7 separate regions of the Mus musculus genome follow, and regions 2, 3, 4, 5, 6 and 7 are each linked to region 1. The links are chromatin contacts, called in public HiCAR-type, HiChIP or PLAC-seq and promoter capture Hi-C maps. All regions are on one chromosome and are shown on one strand. Each heading gives the region's core, a stretch centred on a gene start, on an enhancer-like site or on the middle of the called end of the contact. The rest is flanking DNA. Distances are from core to core; before and after follow the strand shown. Region 1 holds the start of Arl4c (ADP-ribosylation factor-like 4C). Region 2 has its middle 88 kb from the start of Gm34331. Region 3 overlaps Sh3bp4 (SH3-domain binding protein 4). Region 4 holds the start of Hjurp (Holliday junction recognition protein). Region 5 overlaps Sh3bp4 (SH3-domain binding protein 4). Region 6 holds the start of Trpm8 (transient receptor potential cation channel, subfamily M, member 8). Region 7 overlaps Sh3bp4 (SH3-domain binding protein 4).

What was found. HiCAR-type assays count read pairs that join an accessible place to other places. HiChIP or PLAC-seq counts read pairs in DNA pulled down with a chosen protein or histone mark. Capture Hi-C pulls out chosen DNA fragments and counts their contacts.
Region 2: a FOXA1 HiChIP or PLAC-seq map of pancreatic cancer cells shows a contact between it and region 1. The contact joins the enhancer-like site here to the promoter of Arl4c in region 1. A contact is called at or near these places in 16 of 39 promoter capture datasets (the 3T3-L1 cell line, 3T3-L1-derived adipocytes, the SN4741 cell line and 9 more), 4 of 15 datasets of contacts at CTCF or cohesin (the NIH/3T3 cell line, embryonic stem cells and large pre-B cells), 12 of 484 Hi-C or Micro-C datasets (the HL-1 cell line, cardiomyocytes, cortical neurons and 5 more), 31 of 115 datasets of contacts at active chromatin or transcription factors (SST interneurons, T-cell acute lymphoblastic leukemia, astrocytes and 20 more) and 4 of 9 other capture datasets (adipose tissue, embryonic stem cells, liver and 1 more).
Region 3: a FOXA1 HiChIP or PLAC-seq map of pancreatic cancer cells shows a contact between it and region 1. The contact joins the enhancer-like site here to the promoter of Arl4c in region 1. A contact is called at or near these places in 4 of 39 promoter capture datasets (the 3T3-L1 cell line, hippocampal neurons and maxillary cranial neural crest), 9 of 115 datasets of contacts at active chromatin or transcription factors (the NIH/3T3 cell line, bone marrow-derived dendritic cells, embryonic forebrain and 6 more) and 1 of 9 other capture datasets (adipose tissue).
Region 4: a promoter capture Hi-C map of adipose tissue shows a contact between it and region 1. The contact joins the promoter of Hjurp here to the promoter of Arl4c in region 1. A contact is called at or near these places in 4 of 39 promoter capture datasets (cranial neural crest, hippocampal neurons, maxillary cranial neural crest and 1 more), 5 of 484 Hi-C or Micro-C datasets (CD4 T cells, the MNK3 cell line, muscle stem cells and 1 more), 5 of 115 datasets of contacts at active chromatin or transcription factors (effector CD8 T cells, embryonic stem cells, microglia and 2 more) and 2 of 9 other capture datasets (adipose tissue and liver).
Region 5: a FOXA1 HiChIP or PLAC-seq map of pancreatic cancer cells shows a contact between it and region 1. The contact joins the enhancer-like site here to the promoter of Arl4c in region 1. A contact is called at or near these places in 5 of 39 promoter capture datasets (the 3T3-L1 cell line, embryonic stem cells, liver and 1 more), 1 of 484 Hi-C or Micro-C datasets (embryonic stem cells), 6 of 115 datasets of contacts at active chromatin or transcription factors (bone marrow-derived dendritic cells, embryonic forebrain, embryonic stem cells and 2 more) and 2 of 9 other capture datasets (adipose tissue and embryonic stem cells).
Region 6: a contact with region 1 is called in a HiCAR-type map of PVALB interneurons, with 5 times the contacts expected there. The contact joins the promoter of Trpm8 here to the promoter of Arl4c in region 1. A contact is called at or near these places in 4 of 39 promoter capture datasets (embryonic stem cells, frontonasal cranial neural crest, liver and 1 more), 1 of 15 datasets of contacts at CTCF or cohesin (embryonic stem cells), 14 of 484 Hi-C or Micro-C datasets (the AML12 cell line, the G1E-ER4 cell line, the HL-1 cell line and 6 more) and 7 of 115 datasets of contacts at active chromatin or transcription factors (PVALB interneurons, astrocytes, bone marrow-derived dendritic cells and 4 more).
Region 7: a contact with region 1 is called in an HNF4G HiChIP or PLAC-seq map of pancreatic cancer cells. The contact joins the enhancer-like site here to the promoter of Arl4c in region 1. A contact is called at or near these places in 9 of 39 promoter capture datasets (the 3T3-L1 cell line, frontonasal cranial neural crest, hematopoietic stem and progenitor cells and 4 more), 1 of 484 Hi-C or Micro-C datasets (embryonic stem cells), 9 of 115 datasets of contacts at active chromatin or transcription factors (embryonic forebrain, embryonic stem cells, extraembryonic endoderm stem cells and 4 more) and 1 of 9 other capture datasets (embryonic stem cells).

The regions. Positions count from the first base shown.
Region 1 is chr1:88,700,288-88,704,478 of GRCm38.p6, forward strand. It overlaps Arl4c (ADP-ribosylation factor-like 4C), which reads right to left and starts at 1,904. Exons shown (of 1, transcript NM_177305.4): 1 at 1-1,904. The coding sequence starts at 1,377. The coding sequence ends at 799.
Region 2 is chr1:89,189,295-89,193,485 of GRCm38.p6, forward strand. No RefSeq gene overlaps it. Among named protein-coding and RNA genes, the nearest start is that of Gm34331, 88 kb to the left of the region's middle. Within about 2 kb of position 2,352, at least 91 of the 459 cell types and tissues checked have an H3K27ac peak or open chromatin away from gene starts, as enhancers often do. A contact at or near this core is called in the SN4741 cell line, adipose tissue, craniofacial prominence and 6 more, where this site is marked.
Region 3 is chr1:89,128,442-89,132,632 of GRCm38.p6, forward strand. All of the region lies in intron 2 of Sh3bp4 (SH3-domain binding protein 4), which reads left to right. Among named protein-coding and RNA genes, the nearest start is that of Gm34331, 27 kb to the left of the region's middle. Within about 2 kb of position 2,235, at least 38 of the 459 cell types and tissues checked have an H3K27ac peak or open chromatin away from gene starts, as enhancers often do. A contact at or near this core is called in stem cell-derived neural progenitor cells, where this site is marked.
Region 4 is chr1:88,275,361-88,279,551 of GRCm38.p6, forward strand. It overlaps Hjurp (Holliday junction recognition protein), which reads right to left and starts at 2,219. Exons shown (of 8, transcript NM_198652.2): 1 at 2,014-2,219; 2 at 1,859-1,925. The coding sequence starts at 2,109.
Region 5 is chr1:89,108,134-89,112,324 of GRCm38.p6, forward strand. The region is part of intron 2 of Sh3bp4 (SH3-domain binding protein 4); the gene reads left to right. Among named protein-coding and RNA genes, the nearest start is that of Gm34331, 6.7 kb to the left of the region's middle. Within about 2 kb of position 1,803, at least 143 of the 459 cell types and tissues checked have an H3K27ac peak or open chromatin away from gene starts, as enhancers often do. A contact at or near this core is called in adipose tissue, bone marrow-derived dendritic cells, embryonic stem cells and 2 more, where this site is marked.
Region 6 is chr1:88,304,824-88,309,014 of GRCm38.p6, forward strand. It overlaps Trpm8 (transient receptor potential cation channel, subfamily M, member 8), which reads left to right and starts at 1,912. Exons shown (of 27, transcript NM_134252.4): 1 at 1,912-1,968; 2 at 2,987-3,079.
Region 7 is chr1:89,090,996-89,095,186 of GRCm38.p6, forward strand. All of the region lies in intron 1 of Sh3bp4 (SH3-domain binding protein 4), which reads left to right. Among named protein-coding and RNA genes, the nearest start is that of Gm34331, 10 kb to the right of the region's middle. Within about 2 kb of position 1,921, at least 101 of the 459 cell types and tissues checked have an H3K27ac peak or open chromatin away from gene starts, as enhancers often do. A contact at or near this core is called in embryonic stem cells, extraembryonic endoderm stem cells, pancreatic cancer cells and 2 more, where this site is marked.

The sequences.
Region 1 (4,191 bases), core at 654-3,153:
AGGCTGAAAAGCAGTTCTCAACAAAACCACACACACCCACCCCTGGAAAGTGGCGTCTTCCAGGCCATTCCCAGCCAAGTCCAGAAACACAGCATCCTGGGCCTTCCAGCTGCCGCATGGTCCGAGGCAGTCCTCTGGATGGCCTCAAACCACCACCTCCTTTGGGCCCAGAGTAGGACAAATGAAATCGCAACAGGGACCTGCCCTGTGCCATAAAATTACTCAGTTTCCATAGCTCCAGAATGAAAGGAGCGGTCATCCCCACCCTCCCATCAGTACACTCCAGCGCCTACCCGTCCCCTTTCGGGTATCCCCCCCCAGGGTTCTGTGTGAACTGCATACCTCAGGTAACTCACACGTGATTCCCCCCCGCAGTGGGGGCTGGGCAGTCTGAACTTCTGGCCCTGCTGGAGCAAGAAGAAATCGCTTTTGTCTCTCTGACATCCAAGCTTCCCACCTGGGGCCAGAGGGCACACCACGGGACCCTTGCGTCCTCACGTCCACTCCCCACCGGTCCCCCCCACCCTATCCCACCGGTAGCTCAAGCATTATAGACAAAAGGTCCTCTGAGCTGGGGTGGGGGGGTGGGGCAGGTGACGAGATGGGTGGCTATGCAGCCTCCACACCCGGCTTAAGTCTCCAAGTCCTGTATTTGGATACAGAGATCGTGTTTTAAAAATTCGAATCATCGCTTTGGTTCGTTGTCTTTGTTCGCGGGTTCTCGCTCAACCCAGACGTCCATTCATTCACTCACTGGCTTGCTCGCTCAGCCTTGCTCCAGATCGCTGCTCTAGCGCATTACCGCTTCTTCTTCTGCTTGAGAGACTTCCTGCGTTTCAGGATCATCTCATAGAGCTTGTCCATGCCCTCGGTGAGGCCCTCGCCGATGATGGCGCACGCCGGCTGGACATGGTAGGTGGTGGCCGGGATGAGCTCGTGCAGCGCCAGTTGCTTCTCAATCTCGGCCACCGGCAGCGACTTAGGCAGATCCTGCTTGTTGGCGATAACCAGGAGCGGTGTGCCCTGGTTCTCCGCAAACTTGGTCACCTTGTGCAGCTCCGTCTTGGCCTCCTCCAGCCGGTCCACGTCCACCGAATCCACCACGTAGATGATGCCGTCCGTGCAGCGGCTGTAGGACTTCCACAGCGGCCGTAGCTTCTCCTGGCCGCCCACGTCCCAGAAGTGGCAGCTGATGCCCTTGGCAGTGCCGTTGCTCAGTTTGATCTTCTCGGTGTTGAAGCCGATAGTGGGCACAGTGTTCACGAATTCGTTGAACTTGAGCCGGTAGAGCACCGTAGTCTTGCCGGCCGAGTCCAAGCCCAGCATAACGATGTGCAGAGACTGGAAGGCCGAGATGTTGGAGGAGATGTTGCCCATGGCTCCTCGCTGCGGCGCCGGCCACTGCGACTGCGGCTGCGGCGGGAGGGCGCCGCCCCCCGAGCAGTCACAGGCCCTCTGCGGCCGGGCGCACCTGGGCCCCGCCCGTTGCTGGACCCGGTGGGGTCTCGGCGTCCCCGCGGCGCACGGCCAGGCGCGCTTAGGCTCGGAGGGGCCGGCTCCCTGGCCCGCCTGGTGCGTGCTCCGCGGGCATCTTTCTCCGGAGGCTTTGTCTCTCGCGCAGCCGCCACGGACAGACGCCGCGGTGTAGGATGTCTGCGCCTTGCGCGGTAGCCCGGCTCGACCTGCGGCTCTCCCGCACCGCGGCTCTGCAGCAGCCTCTGGTCTCGGCGCACCTCGGAGCTGCTCTAGCTCCGGCTCCCGGGAGCGCCGCAAAGGCGCAGGCGGGGCGCGGGCTTCCCCGGCGTCCGAGTTAGCGTAGCTGCCTTGCTGTCCCTGCAGTACTAGGCGCTGCTGCTACCGCCGCCGCCGCCACCAGCCTGCTGCGGCCGGAGGGCGCCGGCCCCGCCCCTCTAGTCCCGCCCACAGGCCACGCCCCTCGCCCGCCACGCCCCGCGGTCTCCCGGGGTCAGGCGGGGTCTTCTCGGTCGGTTGCGTCTTTTCGCGCGCTCCGATCGTTCGAAACTCGCCCAGGCGACCCTTCCCGCCGGCCGCGCGCCGACTGTGGGCCTGGACGCGGACTCTTCCTCCCCAATCCGGTGACGCGTCTTTTAAAAATAGCTCCGGGCTCCGGAACCCCCGCCCGGGGCCTAGCCCGCAGCTGGCCGGGCAAAGGCAGCGACTGCAGAGGGCTAGGGCGGTGAGACTGCGGCACCGACGCAGGAGGGCGGAGGAGAGGAGCTGACCTCCTTGAGCCTGCAGCCCTGCTGCTGCCCACTCCTAATCCATTTCCACCGCGTGGTTTCACGCTCTTTGGTGCCCTAGTGTCTTGGTCCCTATTCTTCCTTGATGCGTATGCTCCCTAAGTCTAGGGTGTGCCCAGGAGGCTCAGTTAAGACTACCTACCACCCACCTGCCTAGATAACTCCAGACATTTCTTTCTCAGACACCCATTTTGGAGCCTTGCTTTATGCTTCCCCACCCCTTCCCCACCCCCTCCACTCTGCTGACATCCCAGATTAGGTTAGTCTTAAAGCAACCTTTGTCATTCTACCTTGAGAACCTACCAGGGATGGGGTGAGGGTAGGGGATGGGGGAGGTCCAAATCACCTGACCAGGCTTCAGGAAAGCTAGGTCACTAGAAGACCCTAGCTAGCTTGGAGCTGGTGGTGTGATGAGTCACAAATACATATTTTCTGGGTTCCATTTCGTGACTCCATTCAGTGGTTTTATCCTACCTTGTAAAACGTAGCAAATGAATATTATTTCTGCATGTGGAGGGAAGTCGGGGGGGGGGTGATTATGAGTGACACAGGTTTGATGATGATGGGAACTAGAGATGACAGCCAAGGGGAAAATGGTTTACATTTGTGTAGGTCAGGCTTCTGGGTCAGAAAAGGTTGCAAATGTAATCCAGGGAAAGAAAATAAAAATGCTTATCATTTGTGATCTTAAAAATTATATATATACACACACACACAGAGAGAGAGAGAGAGAGAGAGAGAGGAACCTTCCTTTCTAATGCTGTTATAATACATGATTTCATTTGTACTAAAGCCTGTGAGAAAAATCACACCTGTTCAATTCCATCTTTTAATTCTCACAACTCCAAAAGCCAGTCTAGGCTTCCACCAGCTAGACTCAAGCCCAGGGACTGGTGATGGATGTTGGTGCTGGCAAGGTCCACTCAGATTACCTGTCCAGCTTGCTAGAGGAGGAAATTTAGGTCTGTGTGCTGGTACTTGCTAAGGGGACCTCAGTGCAGACAGCCTGCCTAAGATCAGTGATGCATTGGTTCTGGGATGCTTTCCAATGGGCACCCCCTCCCCCCCCCCCCCAAAAAAAAACAGGGGCACAAAAATTTGTCTCAAATTAATCTCAAATTGAGTTGGCAAAGTGATAAATACATTAATATAGTTCTGGATACATGGAAAATGTTTAGGATAAGGGTTTTCTCTTCTGGCATGGCTGGATCCTGGAGCTCACCACTAGACACTAGGCCAAATCTTCACCCGTCCTCAGTTTCCCTCTGTGCCCATCCTTTTAACTCCTGTGGCCTCACATCCTTTTGTTTGGGACCTAGAAGGAAAGGGCCTTCAACAAAAGTTCAACTTCAACAAAAGTTCAGAACACACATTTCTTTGGCCTGCCTCGTCTGCTTCAGATCCAATACTTGGATTGACATGGCTCCAGCCTAAAATGTGGTGGTTCCCACAGAAGAATTCAGGGACCCCAAAAGGGCAGATAGACAAAAATAAATGACTTGAGGGGCAGTGAAAATGGCTGAGTGGGTGTCTGCTGTGAAGCATGGATTACTGAGTTCCATCCCCGGCTCCTACACATGGGAGGAGCGAAAAGATTTCTGAAAGTTGTCCTCTGTCCTCCACATGTAATGTGTTTGTGCATGCACATGCATACATGCTAAATGTATGTTTTTAAAAATTTAAAAGGCAGTAAATCCAGTTTAATTCATGTCACGTTTGTTACTGGGAAGGCAGAGTTTTGTGTCTGGGGAGGAATTTTCTCTTCTTTCTTGTAGGCATTTCCTAAAGAGAATCTCCTTCTCTGGGTTGAGTCTTTTCTTGCTCTGTCCTCTCTGTCACAGGCAGGTGAGTGGCTACCTTGGGACTTTCAGTAAGGCTCTCACAAATGACCCAGCATATGATATGGTGGTGCCTCTTGCTCCTGTTCCCA
Region 2 (4,191 bases), core at 1,102-3,601, 490 kb after region 1:
AAAAAGGACCCTGCGACAATGTTAGCAATCAGGCACCTTCCTAGGCAGCCCCTGAGGGACTTGGAACAATAAGACGCGTCATCACTAGCTGCCCAGAGGCGACACATTTCCACTGTTGACCCTGTCACATGTCCTCCTGCACATGCCCTATGCTCCACCCCTCCCCTCCCCCTCCAGGCAGCATCTGTACCGCTGTCTTTTAATAAGCCTCCATATGAGACCTGCCACTTAGTTCCATCTTGACCAATCCCAGATCCCAAGTTCAAGTGTCATGATTGACAGCATTCTGTCTAAACTCCACCTCACAGTTACCTGGCTAGCCAGGTAGACCTGACCCACAAAAAAGGGGCTGATTGCCCCATTCTTCCTCTCATTCTTGTTGTCTCTTGTTTCTTTGCTTCCCTCCCCTCCCCCCCCCAACACCTCCACACCCCACGTGCTCATGGCCGGCCTCTTCTCCTCTACTGCTCTCTCTCTTTGCCTTTCTCTGCCTCTACTACCCTCTTAACTCCCCTCTGCATGCCCTGAATAAACTCTATTTTATACTATACCTTTGTGTGGCTGGTCCCCCAGCGGGGAGGGATGCCTTGGTATGGGCCTGTAGAGACACTCCCTTCCCCTCCATACTGCATCACACTTCCATAGAACATATTCCCTTCTCTTTATATTTTTTATAAACACATCAATAATTTCAGCTCTTGGGAGAAATTGACATCTTGTGTGTACTCCACAACATCTAAGAGAAAGTCCCCAGTTCTCAGGCTCTGTGGGGCAGGTGACATACCTACCACAGCCAGAGGACAAGCCTATTTTGTACAAGAAGCCAGCACCAACCTTAGTGTAAAAGGCAGTTTAAGGAGTCTGTTATGGGCCACCGAGGAAGATGCCCTATCACATAAAACCTTCAATCCATTCTATCCAGCCTAACACAGTTCACATGTCAGGGCTACCCACACATGGTTTCTCAGAAAGGGAAGCCACATTTCCAGCCGTCACATTGAACTAAGATTGTTTAAGGAGCTGAGACAAACCTCTGGATTAGCTTTATGTATCCAGAAAATTAAATTAACTAAAGCGTTGGCCCCCAAGGCAGCCGGAGAATCCGTTTCATTTTGTAAATCCAGATCTCCAAAAGCCAAAATGCATGCTCTGTGAATGGGGCCCCATGACTCTCTTCCAATCCCTTAAGCTTTCTAAAATCATTATGTATTATGCTGATAAAATAATTTACCCAGGGCTAGTTCACGGTGGAATGGTATCTCAGTGCACAGTCATTTTCTTAGACTAAAGTACCATTTCTCCTTAACGACAACGCAGCAGCGGAGGCAAATGTATTTGGAGTAATTCATTATCCTCCCTACAGTCCGGGAGATTTGCTCAAGGGGTCTTTGGCTCAAGGTCAGGTGACTGAGACCCGAGAATTGCAGAGGGAACCAAGTCAGCCATGAGGTAAAGCATCAAAGCAGAGCCTTGGAGATAAGGGGACAGGAAAGGGGGCTTCTTGTGTACAAAATTCCTTGGGAAGGATTTCCCGTCTTGTAAGAGCATTTATGCAGCTAGGTCTCAGCGTCACACCATGTTGAATAAATAAACCGGCCTCGGAACATCTGCTTCCTGGATTTGGAACTTATTATTGACTTAATCCCATAGTTTGGCCCAGGGGTGTTTTTTTTTTTTTTTTTTTATTAATTAAAAGCGGAAGTCCATATTTTTTTCACCATGGAATTTCCAAATCATCAAAGTACAAGACAGAAGTTTCTAGAATGGCTTTGATTCTTACCCTCCCCCTCCCCCTCCCCTCCCCCTCCCCCTCCCCCTCCCCTCCCCCAGGGCATTCAGCACTGAAAGAGACCAGAGGTCACTCAGGGGAGGAGGGATCCAGAGCCAACAGGTTGAGACTAGAAGAGAGGTGGGGGCGGCTATGGGCAAGTTCAGTTTTATAGAGGCTTAGAAGGTGAAGGTTTCTGGACGCCTTGGAGACTAGCTACTGCCTTGGCCGCTGGGGAGGAGGCTGATAAGCTGAAATCACATTCCAAGCATGCCATTCCAGAAGGAGGGTAAGAGTGCTCAGCAAAGTCAGCTTCAAAGAGGGGTCTGCATCTTATCTCAGTGAGAAATTGCTGAGACTTGAAGAACCACTAAAGGCCAGTGCCCTTACAGATTTCTCTGTCAAAATTTCTATCCGAAATGACGTCAAGATTGCACTAAGAGAACCGCAGTGACCCGCTGTGGAAAGCAGATTGCAGGGTTGGAAAGATTAAGAACACTTACTTCGCGCTCTTGGAGAGGACCCCAGCGGATTTCCACTGTGAGTCACAAACATTTCTAACCCCAGCTCAGAGGGATCTGGCGCCCTCTTCTGACCTTTGCAGGCACTGCATGCACATAGTCCACTTAATGCACTCAAATATGAATACAGGACTGGAGAGAGGGCTCAGTAGTTAAGAACATTGACTCTTCTTTCAGACAACCTAGGTTTAATTCCATCACCCACATGGCAGCTCAAAACTGCCGGAAAACTCCAGGTCCATGGGACCTGACTCCCTCTACTGGCCTCTTTGGGTACTAAGCAGGAAAGCTGTGCAAACATACAGGTGGGCAAACACACACACACACACACACACATCCTCATAAAATGAATAAACCTTAAAAGAAAATGGATGTCATGTCAGCAGACTCTAGGGTGTTCTAGAACACCCTGTGACAGCAGCCAAATGGTGTGGAGTCCCCTCCTCTAAAGGGACAAGAGAGACAAGACAGAGAGCACCTTTCCAGGTCAGATGTTCTGTGAGATACCGTATCTAGGTGACCTTGAATCCACGGCTCCATAGTGTCAACAGGTGACCACATGGCTGGGCCTCGAGAAAGTTCTGTATGAACTGCAGGTGAGCCTGGGAGAAAGATCTGCCTTCAAGCCGGGGAACCTTGGTTGGCCTTCAAAGCAAGGTTAAATCAAGAAATCTGTTCTGCCCTCAAAGATATTGCCACCTGAATTTTCCTCTCCTAGAAGACTCTAAAACACCAGATCCTCTCTGAGAGGCTACACACTTCTTCCAGGAACTCTCCAGAGCAGAGTTGAGCAGGAGGTGTCTGCGGCAGGGTTTGCCTGCAGCTAGACGTCTCTCTGCCTTTCACAGCTGATAAGGCTGGAAAATCTAATCAAGACATTTTAAGTAGCAAGAAAGGAAGGAAGTCCCAGACACTCCTACTTGGGACCTGACTCTCAGCAGCTAAGATAAGAGAGTCAACCAGTCCCACCGAGGCAGGGTCTATGGGGATCAGGGCTTCTGTTCAAGGCTGGAGCTGGGTGAAGTCGGCAAAGAAATGTACAGCAAGCATTCGCCTGAGGAAGTAGCTTATGAACAGTCTCCCAGTCAGAAAGTGATGGGGCCCCAGGGCACTGGTGGAAGCCAGAAGGGTGGATCACCTGCCAGCCAATCAGACAAGGAAGACTCTGCACTGGTGTCAGTCTGGGTCCCTCGCTGATGTGCTTGAACTGTGGGAATCCAAGTACTCGCCTCTCCCGTCCCCTCTCTGCCTGTGTTAATGACTGCTTGCTTGCCTAGGGTCATTGCTCCTCCATGAACCACCCATCTACTAGACCTTTGACGTTCTTCCCAGCTTTTCCTGCTTTTTAAAGGATACAAATCATGGGATCCCCAACACCCCAAGTAGCACACATTGTACTCATGAAACATGAGCATAGCCACTAGGCACTCACCGGACTCAGAGACCACAAGTGCAGTTCCTCCCTCCGCCATAAGGTGGCAGTGTTTTAAATCCAGCCTCTCATCGGAGGCCTCTGGTCCACCAAGATGCTTAGATCTGGATTTGGGCCCCACAGCTTCTTGGGAATAAGGAACTAGATCGTCTTCTAAGAAATATTTGTTTCTTTCTATGTTTCTTTGCTTCTTTCTTTTCCTTACATCCGTTGCTACTTTGTTTGTTTGTTTGTTTGTTTGAGATAAGCTCTCAAACTGGCCTTGACCCCATTAATGAGGAATCCATGGGCCTCACCTCTCAAAAGTTGAGACTAGGGGCTGGTGAGATGGCTCAGCCAAAAAGAGCACCCGACTGCTCTTCCAAAGGTCCTGAGTTCAAATCCCAGCAACCACATGGTGGCTCGCAACCATCCATAAGGAGATCTGACTCCCTCTTCTGGAGTGTCTAAAGATAGATACAGTGTACTTA
Region 3 (4,191 bases), core at 985-3,484, 430 kb after region 1:
CTCACCCCAGCCACAGCACCAGGACGGGGTAGCTCAGGTTCTATCCACCTGGGGTCAGTTTCCTCCACAAATGTCATGGGAAAGTTTGAAATGTTGGGGGACCCATTTACTGTCAGACAGCATGCCTCTAAGCTGAGAAAGTGGCCACACTGTGGAGGACCTGCGGGGAGCCAAGGCTTGATGCAGGGGCTGGTAATGGGACTTGGAAGAAAATCCTCTCTTCATTATTTAGAGATGCAGAATCAGAAAGCAGGGAAGTTCAGTATTGTAAAAGGAAAAAGCCCCTTCCTTCCTTCCTTCCTTCCTTCCTTCCTTCCTTCCTTCCTTCCTTCTTTCCTTCCTTCAAAGGTCAACACTGTCCTTTTCTGTCAAATGTACACCTCTGGAAATGAGGTAGATTAAGCATTTACCTTTAAATCTACTGAATTAGTTTATTTCTGTATTAGGTTGTATGCAGTCTCTGTTCTTGGAGCTACCCTGTGTTAAGGTTGCCTTTAAAGAGCTCTGCCACCCTCCAGCTCAGGCAGGGTGCTTAGGACATTCCATATCCACGGCACTGTGGACACTCTTTCACCACCCATAACTTCCTAAGGACAAGCAGGCATGAGGGGCAGTAGGATAGGGAGAGGGTCCTCTTCCATTTCCCCAAATAAGCCTTGGCAAAGGTCGAGTTCATCGCTCTAGATATCTGGACAGTGACTCATGGGCAGTTGCTCTCCAGGAAAGAAATACGCTTTCATCCCAGGAATTTTCCCAATTACTTACTATATGCTAAATGCGCACCCCACCCCCAACCCCCAAAACATGGTCTTCTCTGTATTGTGAGTGACCTCTGCATTTGAGGCAATTCTCCTGCCTCTGCCTCCCTAGCAGTATGAATATAGACATATACTACATAGACCTAGCTCCATTTATCTACTTCATGAAGCTGATAGGTGACATTGAGACTGTCCCCTTCCATCTTGGCTCCCTACCTTCTGGCTGGGAGGCAGGCACCTATCTATTAATGACTAAGGCTGAGAGAGAGCCCTTGGGCACCCTGTCCTCACCTTGCCTGTGCAGTGCCTCTGCACGTGCTGTCAGACGCTGGGCAGTGTGGGTTATGTTGGGTTTTGTTCTCATGCTCCATTTGATGGGCACAGCTCTGCCCTATATCCTGGCTTTTGGCAAAGACTGTCGTGGGCTGCCATGGATCTGAGTGGGTTGTTGGAACTGCCTCCCACTTCGCCTCAGGAAGACCCCTTCCAGTATGGCCTGGATTCTCCCTCACTTGTAAAGTGAGCAGCGTGGCTATTCCTGAGCTTCCCAGAGTAATACCTAAGACCATCGCAAGAATCCTGTGATCAGTGGGAAAGATGTTTCCCATCCTGCCTGAGTAGACTTTTTAAAAAAGCATTCTTAAAGCAAAGGCAGCTGTCAAGTGGGTTTATTTATTTTTATTTCTATATTTATTTATGTGTATGTATGCGTATTGTCTGTAAGTGAATGCCACATGTGTGTGGTTGCCTGCAAAGGCTGAAGCTGGCATTGCAGGTGCTTGTAAGCCATTCAGTTCAGATGTGGGAACTGAGTCCTGGGTCCTCTGCAAGAGCAGCAGATACGCTTAACAACTGAACCTCTCCTCTGGCCCAAGTGGATTAATCCATTTTAAGGAGCACTGTTAAGTTACACATATGTAGCGAGGTGTCTGAACTTGGTTTTAAGACAGGGTCTTACTGTGTAGTCCAGGTTGGCCTTGAACTTGGAATCCTGACTCAATTCTTGGGTGGTAAAAGCATGTGTCGCCGCATCTAGCTGTGTGTGTTTGTTTGTTTGTTTGTTTGTCAGGTAGGTTGGTTGGTTGGTTGGTTGGTTGGTTGGTTGGTTGGTTGAATTGTTAGCTTTGTCTGTTTTCCAGTATGGAAATCAGTGACTGGTGTTGGAACTCACATCTGCTGGCTTGCAGTCTTGAGTAACGTGGCAGATGGAGTCTAGACTCAAGTTAGATGAATGAATCTCTATTTCTCACTGCTGTGACCACACTGGAGAGATAATTGTGCCCTTTCTTCAGGGTCACTGAATGGAGATCAGAGCTTACAAGTATGTGCTGTCTGGGCTGATCACAAGATCTTCCTCATGCCTCGTCTGCCGTCAGCTACACCACACGCTGGCTCGGTTTCCCACATGGCTCAGCGGAACAGACCACAGATGTGGTTGTGATGAGCAGCTCTGAGGTCCTAGGAGACAGGCATTGCTGCACTCTCATTGGCTGGCCTCCAGACTCTGAGGTTTTCAGCAGCATGGGGCACAGGGCTTGCTTTGTCTACTATGGCCTGAACAGCGTGACCAGAAAGCTCTCTTGATCCCCACCACAACCCTATGCTCTCCCAACTCAATTTTCTGTGTTTTGTTACTGACCCAGGCCATTCTAGCCTGCTTGGTCTCCATTGTTGCAAGGCAGCAATGCTTCCCTGCTGCCCCAGGCTCTTGGGCTCCCCTTCAAGTGGCTAATAGGTGCTATACACAGAAGGATAGTTCATAAAAGTGGGCAGGCTACTACCTTTCCCCCACAGGATATGGAACCTCAGCTGAGTCAGCTCTGACTTTACGCCGTGGTTGCAGTGGACATGAGAAGAACATCCCATCTTTAGAGCAGGAGACAGAGTCTTTAGGCATTCATGGTTCACACTTTCATCTGTCCCTGACTCCCTCGGTGGCAGAGCACGGGACTTCCTGCAGCTCCAAACCACGGCTGCCTCTACTCTGTGGTCTCACGTGTTCCTGAAACACTCCACACAGGCGCCAGCAGGGGAGTCTTTGGAAGCCACAGGGTAGCACTTTGCTTTATCTACAGGTGGCTGGAGGGAATGGAGGCCCATCCGGCAGGCTGTGGGCGGGGCTCCCATCCCCGTGGGCGGGGCTCCCATCTCAGTGGGCAGAGCTGACCCCCCTCAGGAGGAGGCATCTGAGCATGCTCTCCTCACCTGCTTCTCTAGGCCGCCATGCTTAGAGCCATGCTGTCCCCACATGGAATAGTGCTTACACCAGACCAGTGGAGGCTCAGAAGCAAATTCCTGCAGCTTCGCCGTCCTTGTGAGATCTGGTGTTGAAGTATTAAGACTGAGGAAGTCTTCTAGTCTCAGAATGAAGCCAAGCTCCTTCTTGCACAGCTGTTTCTTAGGGAGCCAGAAAGAGGACAGATACTGAGATTTTTGTACAGAGGCTGGAGGTGCGAATCACAGGGCAGGTCAAAACTCATACTTTTATTGTTGTTTACTGGAAGAAATCTGTTGAGATTGACCCAGTGCTCCACAGGCTGCAAGTACATGCAAAGGGTGAGTCATGTTACTACAACCAGAATCGGTGAGGAGGCTCTGGGAGCATTCATGCCCTGTTCTTCGCCAACTTTGGCTCTCCCTCTCAGACTCCTGGTTTCTGCCCAAGTCACACACGGCCCTACTACCCCAAGACACACCCCATCTTGGTGCCTTTCCTGGATTGGGTAGTTTCATTGTTCCTGAAGCCAGGGTGTTGGCAGAAAGGCCACCGCATGCAGATCCCGTGACTGGGAGGTGCAGAGAGAACAAGCTGGCAGCAGCAGGGAGGGCGCGGAGGGCCTGAGGCAGCCAGCAGGATCTGTCAGCAGGTCTGTCTGTGTAGAGTGCTTGCCAGCCTCCTAACTCCCGGGGTCTTGTCTCTAAACAAGTCAGCCCTGACCCTCAGAAAAGGAAAACTCAGTAGTTAGAGGAGTAAAACCCACCGCAGCTTTCTGGACCCAGAGAGGGATGCTTCCATACCTAGGCACCATCTGGAACATTGGAGTGGAGCTATTTATTGCCTGCCCCTGTCAGTGAGAGTGACCTAAAGGGTAGGCAACCCACCCTGGAGAAAGGATGGCTGGAGACTGAGAAGTGGAATCGTTCTTTTGGAGAAATGTGGCAATCTTCTTTCGCTCAGCTGGATGTCTGGGTACTTCTGAGATGCTCGCCCGGGCAGTCTGTCCGTGAGAATCAACAGGGTGGGTTTCCCAAGTTCAGTGTGCTGGGTGTCATCAAGTCACACCAACCTCCTGGTTCCGTAAAAGATCGTTCAAGGTGCCTATGAAATATCTCAGACCCATCATCGTGGTTGTATAGTAGGAATTCCTAACTCTCTGCCTTTGCGCCTACACAGCACAGTGGAAACAGAGACTGGGTGAGCTCATGTTCTAGG
Region 4 (4,191 bases), core at 969-3,468, 420 kb before region 1:
AACACAGCTCATATTCCAAATACATACTGTTCTTAAGTTATATATTTGGGAGGTAGGGGGAGACACGTAGCATACATTTAACCTCATCTTGGGAGTCAGTGCTTTCCTAGGGCGATCTAGAAGCCCAGGACAGAGAAGCCCACGTACAGAGAACTCTGGAGCTTGAAGGAGCGCATCAGCCCCGTCACCCCCCAGCTAGCAGAACCAGTGAGGTACACTCAGTCCTTCTAAATCCCTCAAGGAAAACACAAGTTACTTAGAAAAATGGTGGGTCTGGAGATTTCAGATTATATTATTATAACAGAAACAGAAAAAATAAATTACACAGCACCCTCTATGCTCCAGGTTTTAGCAAGGACACACCGTTTCGTATTTGCAACCCGTGTGGCATGTAACTCCCATACCCTCTTAAAAGCCCACAGGACAGACTTACCATGTCCACTGTACAGACAGATATGCGAAGAGGAAAGTTCAGATGACTAACCCAGCTCTCTGCTCATGAAGTGGAACCAGCATGTGAATTCTGGGAGGTCTGATAGCACTGACCACTGTGGGACATGACCTTTCCAGAGGACACTGATGCTCAACTACAACGGCTAAGTCAAATCAAGGCTTTGCTGAATGGCCCTCTCCGTGGAATTCTACATTTAATCGCATAAAGTGCTAATGTTGCATGTTTGAAACTGAACTCTACAATACGTGCTAAGTGCATGCCCAGGTGAACTGTCAACACACACAAATGATTCCCTCCTGTTCTCTGCAGTTAGCTCTCTGCTCCAGTCTCCACCTTAAATCTGGACTTCAGTCTACTGCATGTTAGGAAAGGCCGCGCCAAAAACGTGTCTCTCAGAACAATCAACAAGATGAGGGATTCATGGCAAGCTTGCTAGGACATAGATTTGTTAACCGACAACTGCAGCCCTAGGTGTCTATGTGTTGGCCAGACCTCAGGGAGGGCTCTTATACCAACTTGTATAGTCTCAAACTCTTCAGCAACTTCACTGTTCTCATATAACTGACATCAGTTATATATCACTGACAGAATATATCATTGAAGACAGATGGGCAGTCCAAAATACTCCAGACACTGCCTACCCCTTCACAAACAGCCGCAAGAGCACAGAAAAGCCAAGAGTCAGACAGCACACTTATGGATTCCTATATTGCTGTGTCCTGATCCCATCCAGAGAAAAGCAACCTCTTTGTAGAATTAGTTCAGTTTCTGCTTATTTAAAATGCTTACCCAACACGTGCCCTGAACAGCCAATAAGACAAAAGACAGACTGCACTTGTAGACCCCTGGCAGACTGTGATCCGAAATCCGATTTTATCAATAAATTCAGACAAACATCAGGGATGGGTCTTAGGGAAGGATACGACCTCATCAAATAACAAACTTATCCCAGTTAGAGAACCGATGAGGTTTAAGGTAGTAAGTACACTCACAACATTAAATAAAATGCGTCAGAGGTGGCAGATAATGGGGACTGTCCAAAACAGATGGGTCTACATTTATACAGCAAAGCCCATGAGAGCGGAGCAGTCCTGGGTGCTGTTCCAATGGCCTGACAGGTACTCTGGTGATGTTATACACAACCATACGGCTTACCCATGATTGTCAACATCCTTATTTTACAGAGTCACTTGTACCGCTAATCAATTAGCTCGAACTTCCATGCCAGGCATTTTAAAAAACCAGGCTGCACTGTGTCTCCAGGCATTTCTTTCAGAGAAATTAAATTGGAAATCAGCAACTCAGGGATTCAAGGTCCCTAGGAGCAAGGGGGACAAATGCAGCATTGCAAATTCTAGGCCCACTGTTCTGGCCCAGTGCCAACAGGAAGGGAGGGCTTCGTACCCTGGGGCGTCTCGTAGGTTAACGTCCTCATCTCCACCAACGGGTCGTCCTCAAAGGGCTGGTTGTACTGCGGGGAAGGGAGAGCTGGTCAGACTCCGGGGCGCTGGATCCCCGCCCACCGCGCCCTGCCCGCCTCGGCCGCCGTCCCAGCCTACCTTCGCTATCAGCCGCTTCATTAACGTCTGGAAGCGGCTACTGCTTTCCTTAAGCTGCTGATGCAGCCTGCGGTCCTGCCGACCCATAGACTCCATGGCGTACGTGGCTCTCTGCCCGGCACTGCACCCGCCCAAGCCCGTCCACAGATCAAACGTGGCGCCCCGCGCGCTAATAGGGTCTTTCAAAAGTATTTACGCAACCGATCCTGCCCGCGTTTCCGGCCGCCGCTCCCAGGGAGCACTTCCGGTGGAAACGAGAAGGGGAGGGACGAGAGGGAGGGTCCGCCGGAGCGGGTGGAACATGCGCATTACTTCATGCGGCACTCCCGCGTCCCCTAGAGGCTTCTGGGTGAGTTGCCTGTCAAGGCTCCTTCCTGGATCTACCAATTTCCCAGCTCTTGGGAAGGCTTGGGGAAAGCCAGATCCAAATAACGGTCCTGAAAGGAGTCTGGAAAGCCAGTGTTCAAAAACAAGACGCGTGTAAATGTGCTGAACGATATTATAAACGTGACAGAATCTGTGATTTTTATCCTAGGGTTTTAAAATAAACTTTCTCTCCCATTTCTGATTATAGGCTGTTTCTTGATTGTTATCTTGTTCCTTGAGGGGGTAGGTAATTTGGTGTCCATTTTATGAGGGCATTTACTTCGATTAACATTTTAGAACATTTTCAGAATTTTTGGGAGGGGTTGTCTTCTGGCAGAGCTGGGGGATTGAACCCCACTAGTTGGTTTTACTGTGACTTCATAACAGCTACATTTGTTTGCGGGTATTAACGTGATTATCACGATATGGGAATTAATGGAATCATTACTGAGTATCAGGAAGTCCCTTGAGGTGCCTCTCTACTTCTCAGCCTGCCCCCATAATCTTTTCATGCTGTCCCATTGAAACTGAGGGAGGGAAGAAGAGCTTCCAGGCTCATAGACTGTGGATGCCCACGCAATGTATTTGCAACAAGCGCGGAAGTCTCTTTCAAGATCCTGGGCTTCTGGGAGGGCCGTCGGTCGTCCGACTCTCCTGGGATTGGATGGCGGTTGCCTCATCCAATCTGTCCCTACCCCAGTATGAACCTGTTGCCTGTGGGGATGTGAGAAGGTGTTGCTTCAGAACGTTGGTGGTGGCGTCAACTAGATATGCTGTTCTGTCTCCTGAGCACCTCCAAGCCTTCCCCATCCTGATGGCTGAACTTCTCTGCACTGCAAGCTTAAAGTAAAACTTTCCTTCCTTATTTTGCTTTTTGCTAGGTGTTTTCTCACATTAACAAGAAAATATCCGAGACTCTGTCAATTTACAGATAATTTTGACTTCACATAGATCATTCACGACTACTGTGTTAGAAAGAGGCATTAATAGCTCATCAAAGTATGTTTAGTCAAATAGGCGGAGAAGGTTTCAGAATACTGATTGTCATTGAGAAAAATCAATTAAAGCATTTACATATACAAAACAGAACAGGTAATTTGGCCCAAATACTTATGAAAGTTAAGAGGGACCAAATTAAGTATTAAATAATAATAAATATAATATTGTAATAATAAATCTTACCAAGGGTTAATGATAAGAACATTTAGTAAGAAAGCCCTTCAGGGAAAAGGACAAAGGTCAGAAATTGTCAACAAGAGAGGAGGTGCAATGGGCAGTGCTCTGTCTCAAAACTAAGTTAAGGATGAGCAAGAACAAGGTCTGAGGGCGGACATAGGAAGGTGCCACATTTAAACCTATTGCTTTGTAAGTTAACTTACGAAAGTTAAAAGGGACCAAACTAAATAGTCATGTCCAGTCTAGGAGGTTAGCATAATTAACAACAGCCACAAATATTAACTATCAGGGTGAGCGTGAGGAAATGGATCTCTAACCCTTCAGGAGAGCCTTTGTTATGCAATGTTTCCAGAGGAAAGTGCAGCATGGTGTAAAATGGGCTTTCAAAAAACACACCGTACTTTGATGCCATGGGTCAACATTTTGAAACCTAAGCAATGAAAGACCTTGGCAGGAATTTAGCCTGGGGGTGTTTACAAATCTCTAACCACAGTATTTAGTATTGTGAGTGTGCTGGGGATGAGAGTGGGGGTGTGGGAGTGTGTGAGGTTCCATTAAGTTTTGAAGAACTGCATTCATTGACATTTAGAATGACAGGACAGAGAGGTCTCAAATGGAGTTTCTAAACATGTTTTG
Region 5 (4,191 bases), core at 553-3,052, 410 kb after region 1:
TCATAAAGCCCACTGCTGGCTACAAGAGTTGTTCAGGCATTTTCTTTAAATCCACGGTGCCCTCTGTGAAGCCAAGAAAGCTCCTTGGTATTTGTTTCTACGTCTCTGCTGATCTTTTTTGTCTTGTCTGTGTTCGAGTCCACATGTGCACTAGGGTAGGGAGAGTGCCTGGGTGTCCTGGGATACCACAAAGTATGCAGGAGCTGTCAGCCCTGGCTGGGGTCAGTGTTCAGGCTCCTGAGGTCTGGGGGTTTAATGCCCAGGAAGTGGCCAGCAGCAGGCCTTTTCCTTATAAGTGCAGTTCCTTGCCCTGTGGATGGTGATGTGTTTGGGTTGTGGAAACAAGCTGAGAGCCATCCACATTCCACACATTCTTTTGGCCTGGCATTGGGGGCTTGGGGGGGGAAGGGCTCTGAATTTACTATGGGTGGCTGTGGCTTGATTCTCTCTGGGTGAACACAGTGGTTTCCAGAGGGTTGTGCAACAGGAAATGGGGCAGGGGGCTGCTTCTGCTCTCCCTCTTCAGCCTTACTGCTCTTGGTTATTCGGGTCGAGGCTGGTTGAGCAGGCCCTATTCTGATCTGTGTTGGAGGAGACTAAAGGGTGCGACTGCTCTTTGGCCCCAGCACTTTCCTGGGTGGTATTTGTGTGGTTTGCTTTTTCTGGCGCTCTGCCAGATGCACAGGGCCAGCGAGATGTTAGGGAAGAGGAAATAGGAGGTGCCCTGGGGTGACTCTGTCATCTCAGGCGAGCCAGTGGGCCTTGGTGTCTCCTACCTGAGAACCCAGTGTGCTGAGGTAGGCAAAGGGTGCTTACCCCGAGATGATATATCTTTGGGTGCAGTTCAGGGACTCCCCGTCAGTCATCACAGCACTCAGAAAGCCCAACACTTGGTGGCTGTGATACATAGTGGTCAGTTCCTGTGATTTTTGTCCCAGGAAAACAACTGTCCCATGTTCTCAGTGTTTATATTCATAGCCTGATTGGCTCAGAGGTCATTGTGATAGAGAGCTGCCCAGCGTTTCGATGCCCAAAGTGCTGCGCTGCCATTTCTGTTGTTTACTTAGAACACCTGCTATATAAGGTGCAAAAGCTTAGCCTGCTCCTGACCCCAGTTGGTTCCAGTTGAAAATCTTTTGCCCTATGACCATGCATATTGCTGCTCAAAGTGATGGGGGCAGTGTTCAAGTCATCTTTGAGGCCAGTGTGACCAGCCCGTGTACCTGTGATAGATAGATAGGGGTCTTGCTTGATAGGTTCGTTAAAAGGCGGGAAAAGTCTTAAGCACCACAGGTAACATTGTAGAAATTGTAGAAACACTGCAAACAGGAGCAGGGAGAGTCAGCAGTTGAAGGAAGGGTTTTATGAGGTTAGAAACACAGGCATGCAGCAGGCACACAGAGAAAAGGCCCTCTGTCTGTAAAGCCGCATGTCTTTATGCCTGCAAAGGGATATCAGTCTCTTTAGGGCTGTGTGTGTGTGTGTGTGTGTGTGTGTGTGTGTGTGTGTGTGTGTGTGTGTCTGTCTGTCTGTCTGTCTGTCTGAAGTTTTCTCTCCCCTAATTTAGGGTTAGTTAGTTTGAAGACAGGTATGATGAATGTTGGTGGGCCCACAACTGTTATGTGACCTGTCCTGACCTAGCCTTGAATTTGCTGAGGTGGACCTTCAGCAGGGAAGGGAGACCAAAGCCTCCAGGACTTTTATTTTAGGCTACCAGGCTTTTGTCTCAAGTCTGGAGTGGGGAGGTGAGGAACCCTCCTCTTGAAATTCGACACCTTTATTACCTAGCCATGCGCTCCCCCTCCCTCTAGTCTGTCTACCAGGGAGTCTGTCTAACTCGTGCTCTCTAACCTGAGACAGTTCAGAGCTCAGCCCAGCAGGTAAGAACAAGCAGGGAGCCTGAGGTCATGGAGAGCCTGAGCTCTCTGTCTGTCCGGTGTGTCCTGTCCTCTCCCACTACGTCATCCCCCTCTACGGTCCACACCAGCTCCACACCAGCGTGTGGCTCAGAGTCCCCTGCAGCTTTGATGATCACCTGCTCCTTTTGAATTTTCTTAGGCCCCAGGGCTCTCTGTGTTCCCTGCCCATTTTACAGATGAGAAAATAGGCCTCTGAGAGGGCCTCATTCCGGCTTAGCTCAGGGGGTTAGTGTGAAATAGAAAAGCCCAGGCCTAGAATTCCACCGGGTTTGTGTGCCCTCCAGGGTACCTTAACTCACTTCTTAGTCTGTACCTGGGAGGCCACAGGAGTCATTGGGCATGTGCCACATCCCTGATCCCATCACGGACCTGTTTGGAGAACCACAAGGAGCCACAGAGTAGAAATTAACAGGTGAAGTTAATATTGGGATGGTAAATGTCTTTAAATGTCAAATATACAATTAAGAAATTAAATGGTCTAAAAGGAGGGTTCTATCAATGTATGGTGGCTTGCCTATCGACTTTTTCTTTAGAAAACCAGTTTATGCATCGTGGAGAGTCACTAACAAATTTTGAGCTTGTGTTATGTACCTTGTATCTTGAATGCCCCTTAGAGCCCCATGTGTTGAAGGCTTGACTATCAGCCTGGGGTACCACTGAGGGGTGATAGGACCCTTAGGAGGTGTGGCATTATGGGACAAAGTCATGGGCTCACTCTTGAGCTGTGGGTTAGGATCAGGACATAGAGCAGGAGATAGTGGCTCCCAGACAGAGTCAAAGTAATTAATGCCCATAGCCCGGCCAGCATGAAACCCTCAGCCGGCTCAGACCATCTCCATCTGACATTCAAGTGCCAAGTCTCTCCCTTGGGTGCCTGTGGGCCTCTCTGGGGGTCAGGTGTGACCTCACAGTTTCTGGCAGGTGATCAAGGAGGCCTGAGGCCAGCAGTGGCTACGGGAGGTTGTTCTTGGTGTCTTCCAAAACCTCTGCCTTGAGACAGCCACAAAATCTGTGCATCTTCAGTCAGTAAAGGACTTCAGCTGAAGGTGGGCAAGATCAGTGGGGGTGGAGTGGGGGACTGGGGTGGGGGGAGACAGGAAAGGAACCTAAGCCTACTTACTGTTTATAAGAGGCCGCCCATGTGACAGCCTTTTCAAGCAGGTGTGCCCTGGGGACAGGGAAGACATTCTAATCATACTTGAGGCTGGGGGGGGGGGCAGCTGTTGGGCTGTAGAGGAAGAAAAATTCCAGTGTTGTTTATATTAAGGGCCTTAGAATGTCTTGATGAAATATACTTGGACATGGGAGACCCTTCCAGTCCATTGAGAGACACTTCATTCCCAGGCCCTGTGCCCAGAGTTCCCTGTCTGCTCAGTGTTTAGAGCAGATGGAGCAGACTGGCTCTTAGGAGCAGCACATGAATGGGATGGGGTGCACAGCTCACCTGGGAGCCACGGGGTGGGCGATGAGACCCAGGACCCCTTCAGACTATCCAGTGTGAACCTCCGTGCCGCATTGACTATGACCTACATCCTCCAGCGTACTCCACTGCAGCCCTGTGTGACTCCCAGTACCCCACACAGGGCAAATGCTTGCCCGTTTTGTTTTGGTTTTTTTTTTTTTAAGATTTGTTTCACTTTTACGTATGTTTGGATATGTACAAGCCTGAGTACAGAAAGGTGCCCTTGGATTACAGAAGAGGGTGTTGGGTCCCCCATGGAGCTGAAGCTACAAGAGATTATGAGCTGCCTAGCCTGTGTGTTGGGAACTAAGCTTGGGTCTAATGGGTTCCTATGCGCTGTCTAGCCCCTGACATAATTTTCATTGACATTCTCATTCTCTGAGAACGCCATGTGTGTCTGCAGTGTATGGATTCCTGGATGAAGGAGCTCTAGTAAGGAGACTGGATTGTATTTATTTGTTTAGATAAGGCCTCAGATAGTCCAGGTTAGCTCTGATTGGCTATGTAGCCAAGGATGACTTTGGGCTCCTGATTCTCATCACTTCCTCTCCAGAGTGCTGGGTTTACAGGCATGGTCACCATGACTGTTATGCAGAACTAGAGACTGATGATTGAAACCAAAGCTTTGTGCATGCTGGGCAAATACTCTCCCACCAGAGCTACATATTTAGCCCTGTATTTCATTCTTGAATTATTACAATTATCTATGCAAAGAATGTATAGCTACTCTTCTCAAAGTTAGGTATGATGGCCCATACCCGGTAATCTCAGCCCTTGGTAGACAGAGGCAGGAGGATCTCTGCAAGTTCA
Region 6 (4,191 bases), core at 662-3,161, 400 kb before region 1:
GTTTCCTGGTGTCTTTCCTTTTCTTTGTTCCTGGTCCACTTCAGTTTGCTTGATTTTTCTATTAGGTTTTGTATTTGGATTCCTTGCTTCCTCTGAAGATTCTCGTTGCCTCCCGTGCAGATCAAGGGAAGAGAAGCCTGGATTTTTCTGGCTCCATTTAGAGGTACAGGTGCAAGAGTGTGGGGTAGGAAAGGAGATCATGGGGTGTGGGATGCTGCAGTCCTAGATCCATTGTTAAGGGTGATCATGAGAGTCCTCTGATTCCCTGCCTGACTTTTTTCTTCTCTCACAGGCTTCCTCGCTTACAGGAAGAGGCCTTTGTCCCCCTTTCCATGCACCCTCCTGTCCCCACAGCCTTGCTCTTGGCCGTTGTTACAACATTTGTTATCTGACTTATGACTAGGGTGTTTGCACTAGAGACCTCAGGCTGATATCTTTTTTGCCCCTGTTTGCTTGAAGGGTTTTCTTTTTACACTGAAAACACCATCTATGGGAATTGCTACACGAATCCAGCCCTGCTTCCAGACCTTGCTCAGACATCTGTCTCTACAGAAGTCTTTCTTGATTTGCATTCTGCCTAATCTGAACTCCGTTGTGCTTATATTTCTCATGCCATCATCTTTATGTGTGCTTAGGTATGCATGTGGAGGCCAGAGGTTGATGCTTCTCAATTTCTCTGTACTTTATTTTATGATTATATATGCATATATGTGTCATGTCCACCTAGGTGCCTGCTAAGGCCAGAAAATGGAGTTAGAGCCCTGGGAGCTTGAGTTACAGGTGCTTGTGAGCTGCCTGATATGGGTCTTGGGAACTGACTTCTCGTTCTATGGAAGAGCAGCCAGCACTGTTAACCGCTGAGCCATCTCTCTAGCCCTACTCACCTTATTTTTTGAGATAGAGTCTCAGTGAACCTGGATCTTTACTGATTCAATTTGGCTAGATTGTCAGTAAGGTCCAAGGATTTTCCTGTTTCTTCCTCCCTAATGCTGGGATAGACACACACACACACACACACACACACACACACACACACACACACACACACCTGGCTTCTATGTGGCTGCTGGGGATCCAAGGCAAGCCCTTCTGCTTTCTTCAAGCAATGGATTGACTGAGCTATCTTTTCAGCCCATGTTATCAAATTTGAAATTACTCCCCCCTCTGTCTACATGTTGATAGCTTACACTCCACATGTGATCATAAACTGGAGACAGTAGCCAATACTTGAAGACCCCCAGTTAGGACAAAGAAATCATGTTGGTGGTGTGATTTAAAGCTGAAATCTATCCACTGGCCATTTGACCATCTCTTCTCACATCTTCTCTTCTTTTCTGGCCTAGACACAAAGGCAGTAAAGGGGACTTAGGTGGAAGTACCTGTAAATTTGCAAAGCTGGTCCACCTCAGCTTCAGGGACACACTCCTAAGCCCTGTGTAGGCAGCTCAGTGAACGAAAGATAGAGTTGGGAAATCTACAAATATGCAAAAGAGCAATGCTGGTTAAATCACTTCCATTTAAGAGTGTTTTTCTAATCGTAATTAAGGATTTTAATTCTTTAATTAATTTCACCATTTTTCATGATGAGCATTTCCCATCTCATTTGTGGTTTTTAAAATGTGCCCCTAACTGTAGAGATTAGGTTTTAGTGTGAATTAATTAATCTATTGGCGAGCAAGGGTGGAAATCAGGGATGCTAACCTTACTGGAATTTAATAATTACAATCTTAGCATTTCTGCATACTTAGGCACTGCATGGCTCTCTATTCAGTTGCTAAAATTGCTCTTGCATGGTGTGACTTTTTCTTTTTTTCTTTCTGTATTCCTTCTCTTCAAAGAAGCTTAGTGCAGGAGGTGGGGCTGGGCTGGGCTGTGTGTGACTATAAAGTCCTCCCTCCTCCAGTGAGCTAAGAGACAAGCAGGCTCTTTGAGGAGAGAGAAGCTCTTGGCTGATTGAGCAGCTCCACGGTATGTTCTCAGCTTTTGCTTTCTCCCCTCTGTAAGTGCTGCCCTTGCTGTGGCTTGTGCAGTTGATGTGATGAATTTGGTACCTCTGATCTGAGCATCATTTTCTGCCAAGATTTGAAACCCTTAGATCCTTTCAAGGGATGTGGGGCAATATGCTGCTTCGCAGATTACCTCTTCTCCGTTTGAGTTGGTTTATAAATGTAGGATTTTCTTCTAGAATTTCTGGGGAATGGTTTTAAAACATGATTGCATGTTCCCTTTCCTGATTGATAGATAGTGGAGTCCTCAAAATAGCTTTTCTAATGACTCCCCTATCTATCGAGACCCTGAATCAAGTAAGTTTTCTTAAGTCAACACTCTGGTGAGATAGAATTAACTCAAAAAGGGATGAAATCAGACAGCAAATTTTCTTTGCTAGCAAAAGGAGAATGGGCTTGTCTTGTCTTTACTTGCCGTGGCTGCCTGGATCTCTCGACTGATTGGAACGGGCATCTCGTGTTATTTAGAAGTCAATGAGAAAGCAGAGGGGCTGGGAGAATGATTAAAGGTTTCACTTCTAGTTCACTTTAAGGCTCGTGTGGACATTCGTGGTGTCGGGACTACAGAATATCTGGTGCCCTTTGCACGTGCTGTAGCCGTACTAACATGAGCGTTCCGCCTTCTCAGAATCCCGGGAGTGAAGAGAGGGCTGCATCAAGACTGTGACTTTGTAGTTATCATTCTCTAAAGTTTGGGATGAAGCTGTCCTCACCTAGGACTACATTCTTTGTATACTAATTGCTTCTTCTTTTGGCATCTGTGAAAGCAGCAGGTTTTTGGCAAATAGCACTTTTAAACTCTGTCTTTGGCCCATGCTTGTCCATGTCTTACCACTGCTCCTTAGAGCAGGGTCCTGGGGGACCAGTATTTATTATTATTATTATTATTATTATTATTATTGTGGTGGTGGTGGTGGTGGTGGTGATGATGGCAGTGGTGGTGGTTGTTTGTCTTGTTGACACAGAGTTTCTCTATGTAGTCCTGGCTGTCCCGGAGCTTGATACATAGAAAAGACTGACCTCAGATACACAGAGATCCTTCTGCTTCTGTCTCCCAAGTGCTGGGATCACAGGTATGGGCCCTATGCCCATGTGGGCACAATAATCTTAAACTTCCAGAAAATTTGCCATTTTGCTAGTTTTTAACCCACCTGTCAGACTTCTACCCTGTTGCAACTAGGACAACAGGAGAATGTCTTCAACAACAACAGCAACAGCAGCAAAAGTTTTAGTTCTTCTCCATGGTGAGTTACAGATGAGGGTCCAGGTGATCCCCTATAGCCCTGTGCACCTCTACCATGCTATTGCCAGAACAAGGATGGAGAGATGGATGTCTCTGAGTGGTGTCACATGTATTTGAAGTTTCTCAAGTGTCACCCTCCCCATTACAATGAATAATTGATGAGAAGGAAAAGAGGAGCAGGAACAGGATGGGGTTTGGTGCCAGGCTCTCTGGAGCATTTCCAGAGCACAAACCAGAGCCCCCTTCTGCTTGAAAAAGGCAGCATCTTTTTCATTTGTGTTTACTGTAAAGGGACACAACTGTCCATCTTTCTTGAAAATGGCATCTTAGGACTAGTTCAGTTGCTGAGAAAGTTAAGCTAAGAGCCAATCCTGAAGACATGCCAAATACTACTATTGTACAAAGACAATAACATCACTGATTCTCACGTGTGTCTGGTGCAGAGAATGTGAGAATATTCCATTGATAATGATGACTTATAGATTGCAAAAATTATTTATTAGCACTAGTAATAAAGACACAGGGGTGCTGGTGAGGTGGCTCAGTGAGTGAGGTTGACTTCATTCAAGCCTGAGGATGCGATTAATCCCCAGAACCCACATATTAGAAGGAGAGAACCAACTTGTGTAAATTGTCCTCTGATTTCCATATGCAAGCTACCCCTCCCCCTCCCCCCAACTTAAAAAAGGCACAATGGCCAGCCTCTACAAACAAAACATCTCCCTTCCTTCCTTCCTTCCTTCCTTCCTTCCTTCCTTCCTTCCTTCCTTCCTTCCTTCTTCCCCTCCCTCCCTTTCTTTCTTTCTTTCTCTCTTTCTTTTATATTCTTCTCTCATATATTTATTACCCTCAACCACACTTTCTCCTCCCTCCACGCCTCCTAGTTCCTCTTTCCCACCTTTCATTTCTTCCAAATTCACTTTTGCTCTGCTTCCCTTCAGA
Region 7 (4,191 bases), core at 671-3,170, 390 kb after region 1:
GCTGTTGTCACTGCCATGCAAGGGACCAAGGAAGGTGACCCCCTAAACATATAGACAGAATGCAGGACATCAGTGTGGTCATTGAAGAGTCACAAACAGAGAGCTCTCGTCCAGACTTACACAGCCACTGCTGGCACAGACCGACTTCAGCCTGTCCTTCCTGTCCCCCTGTTTCAGATGTAGTGTTCTTCTAAAATATTTTAAATTTTAATTTTTTTATGCCTATGAGTATTTTTTTTTCCTGCATGAGTGTGACTGGTGTTGATGGAGACCAAAGCAGGGCATTAGATTCCCTGCAGTGAGAACTACAGATGGTTGTGAGCTGCCATGTAGTTGCTGGGAATCAAACCCTGGTCCTCTGAAACAGCACCAAACGCTGAGGCATCCATTGAGCTCAGTCAGTCCGTTTATCTGGTGGATCTTAAGTAATGCGGAGAGCTATTCCCGACCTTGTTGTGTTGTCGACCATCCTCTGCTTGTTTACATTTGTACCACACAGAGTTCACTCTCATGGTCTCTCCTGTCTCTGGCTGCCTCTTATAAGATTAGTTCCTCTGAAGATATTAGATCCTCAGACTGGATGCATGCACAAGTTGAAAGCAGGAGGAGCAGAAGTTCAAGGCCATCCTAAGCTATATAGGGAGATTGAGGCCAGCCTGGGCTACATGAATCTCTGTGTCAAGTCAAAACAAAACACAACAAAAGGTGAGTGTCTCTCTGTGGTTAGGTGAGTGAACTTGCTTAATAACTCGTTGGCTTTGTTCACAAACTCCCCTGAGGTGGGACGAGGGTGGTCTCGTACAGGCACAGCAAGGAAGCCACAAACCACTATTAGCTCCAACCAGGTGATCAGGTTGAACCTTGATGAGACCCTGACCTTGTTTGAGAGAGAGGCTTAGACCCCAGAAGATGGTGTCTTCGCTCAGCTAAACCAACCCTGCTTCCTGAGCCACTGAAATGGAGAAATGTCCAACCTTTGTTATCTGTGGTCATTTGCTGTGCAGAGCTGGGTTCCTTTTGACCCACCAGGCTGTCCTTGGGTTCACCTGTGTGAATTATCCCCACCTTTGCTGTGGGGATTTTTGAAGCAGGACTACCTGTAGGATGGTAGAATGTGACAGGGAAGCGCTTTGTCTGCCCCAGCATGCAAACTGCCAGTGGAAATCGGATCCTCTGCACACACCTCCCCCCACCCCCACCAGCTATTCCTCTGCATCAAGCTCCACACTGACCACCTTGTGATATTGGAGCTGGTCCGCCCGGGGTGATGTGTATCTGATAGACTTTCAATGCAGGTACATCTGCCTCCCCTCCCCCAGACTCATGTTATTATTCTCCTTTGTTCCAACTAGATTTTTTACATGGTTTCGGTTCACTTTTCTTACTGGATCCTACAAAGTCTTGGAATTTACTAGAACTAGGCAAAACGCGCTGGTTCTTAGAGTGTTCTTTCACTGCGGGGGGGGGGGGCACTCCACCGTGCAAGGCTTTAAAACAGAATGAGACTCCTTGGAACCCTTCTGTCCCAGGGGATGCTTGGCAGGATTGTTTTCTAGGTTTTCCCGGCCATGACCTGAGTGCTCAGGCCCTGGACTCCACTCTGGCTGGAGTAGAGTGATGTTTGTGGTGCATCCTCCTTTGAGAAGGCCTGCCTGAGAGCTGCTTTTTCTCTGGGCTCCCTGGAGGTGGCTGCAAAGGAATGTGGGCCCCTGGCTGAGTGTTCCAAACGCGCGCGCGCGCGCGCGCGCACACACACACACACACACACACACACATTCCTGGAGCAAAGTTAAAATTAGAAAAAAAGCTGCCACATTTCCTGCCATTCAGGCAGTCGCTGGTGTTTGTTTGCACAAAGGTTCTTCGGTAACAATCTGGAGTGGGTTTGGGAGGATGGAGCGGTTGAAGTCATGATTTTCAGGAGGGAGGTGAGCGGTTTCCATGGCGACCTTTGTTGTGGGCGTCACCCAGCTTTTGAGTCCCTGCACAATGATACTGGAATGGAAAAATGCTGTCAAACAACTCCTTTTGATAGTTCACAAGAAAAATTTAATTTTACTTGTTTCTTTCTAGAAGGCAGATGCAAAGGGGAATGAGCACAGCTGACTGCCCCTCTTTTTAAATGACCTTTAGCCTCCACTTTCTACCTACGCTGGGGTGGGGGGCACCATCCCTAATGTACTTGTCAACCAGAATCCTCCAGGTTCAGCAACTTGTCTGCACCTAGGGTATGAGAACCTAAGTCTGTGTCCATACTGTGAACACCCAGCCATCATCTTTGCAATAGTGCCTGCTAGAATCCAGAGGCTTCCTCGTGCACAAGAGATCAGGACAAAGGTCTTGTCTCAGAGAACACTTTTCCTGGAGATACAGGGACAAGGGGGAGGTGCGTTTGTGCAAGAAGGAGAGGCAAGTGAGGCTGGGAGGGGGTTGGGCAGTAAACTAAGTTTGCTAGAGTGTGCATCCCGAAAGATACCCAAGCCCTAGTGTCTGTGACCATTACCTATTAGAGCAAAGGGGCCTTTGCAGATGGGAGGAGCCTGGGGTGTCAGGATTTCTTGGTATTTTCATTAATAAAGAACTGATAAAGAAGAGATTCAAGAGCCTCCCGCCAGCATCATTGGGTGCTGAGATCCCTGGGAGAGACAGAAAACCAGAGAGTCTAGGATAGGGCAAGGTTGTTCTTTTCATCTAGCAGGGTGGCTAGATGAATTCCTTTTAGGGGCGACCCTACCACCGATTACCTTCTGCTAGGCCCCACCTCTTAGAGAATTTACCTTTTCTTAACATCTCCAGTCTGGGAGACTTAAGGTTTCAGCATTCAGACCATGTCCAGGCCGTACCATGCATGGTTCCTACTTCTGCCCTACATGCAAACACATGTGTCTTTGTAAGAGGTGGTGGAGGGAGGTTCAACCACAGGAACTGATGACAGATACGGACTAAATGAGTGTGCTTTGGGTACCAGAGGCAGGGAGATTGGTAAACTCGAGAAGCTAAAAAAGGGCAGAGAAAGGATTTGTAAGTCTAACCCTCCCTGTTCACCCTGTCTCCTTGGCTATCTCCTTGGCTTTACCCCATAAGATTGGGTTCAGATTTCTAGCCCCTAAAACTACATGGGATAAACCTGTGCTATAGCAGCAATAGGAGAGACAGGAGTGTGGGAATCCAAAGACGTGACCACTACACAGAGCCTTCCTTCCTTCCATACTGTGCGCTTCCCTGCGGATTAGCCTAGGATCATGGCACCTGCATTAGTATCCAGACCTAGCTGACAGCCCCAATCCCATCACCTCTGGTGATCTTTAACCTGGGAGTGATCCATGGTGATTGTATATATTATTGACGAAAAACCATCTCTTGGAGTACAGGCGACACTTGCTCTCTCACCTCCGATTTAGCAGGGGTATAAATGTGTTGTATTAATGGAACAAAATATTTGCATGACTTTTTAAATTGGTGTGTGTGTGTGTGTGTGTGTGTGTGTGTGTGTGTGTGTGTGCACCAACAATACAGAGTCACCCTCCAGCATTGACTAGAACCAGCCAGGAGTGCTGTTTTGTGTGTGTATATCAGCCTTGTTTGTGTCTTGGCAAAAAGCCAACCCAGTGACCTAGAGCCAGCTGTACATTTCCCATCTGTTCCAGACTGCGACCCCCCCACCCCCACCCCCAGAGGCAGAGCCTGGTATTTTAGATGGTGACTTCTCTCAGGAACAGGGTTTGGGGCACCAGGAAGATGAGGTGAGAGAGGAAAACAGCAAGAGGTGAACTGCTGAACGAGTGACCTTGTGGACACGGAGGCTGCACGGGTCTGGGACCTTCTTGAGGAGCTGTGAGACCATACCTGGGAGTTGTTCCTGGAGGGAGGGAGCATGGATCCTAGGGTTTCTTTGGGGTGTTTACTGAGGCCTGGTGTGCTGCCTTGGGGAGCACCCTCCCTCCAGAGGGAGAGAGCACCCACCATGTGCACTTAACCTGGTTGCCCCCTAAAAGGAATCTGTGTGTTACTATGGTGTGATATCCATTATGCTATGGTGTCTCTTGCTGTATGGATTTCTATTAGGCTTTCTTCCTGACCCCCGAGGCTTGTAAGAAAGGGAAATGTATTGTTCAGGGTTCTCTAGAGAAACAGAATGGATAGAATGAGTATATATATGGGATTTATTATAGTGCCTTACAGGTTATAGTC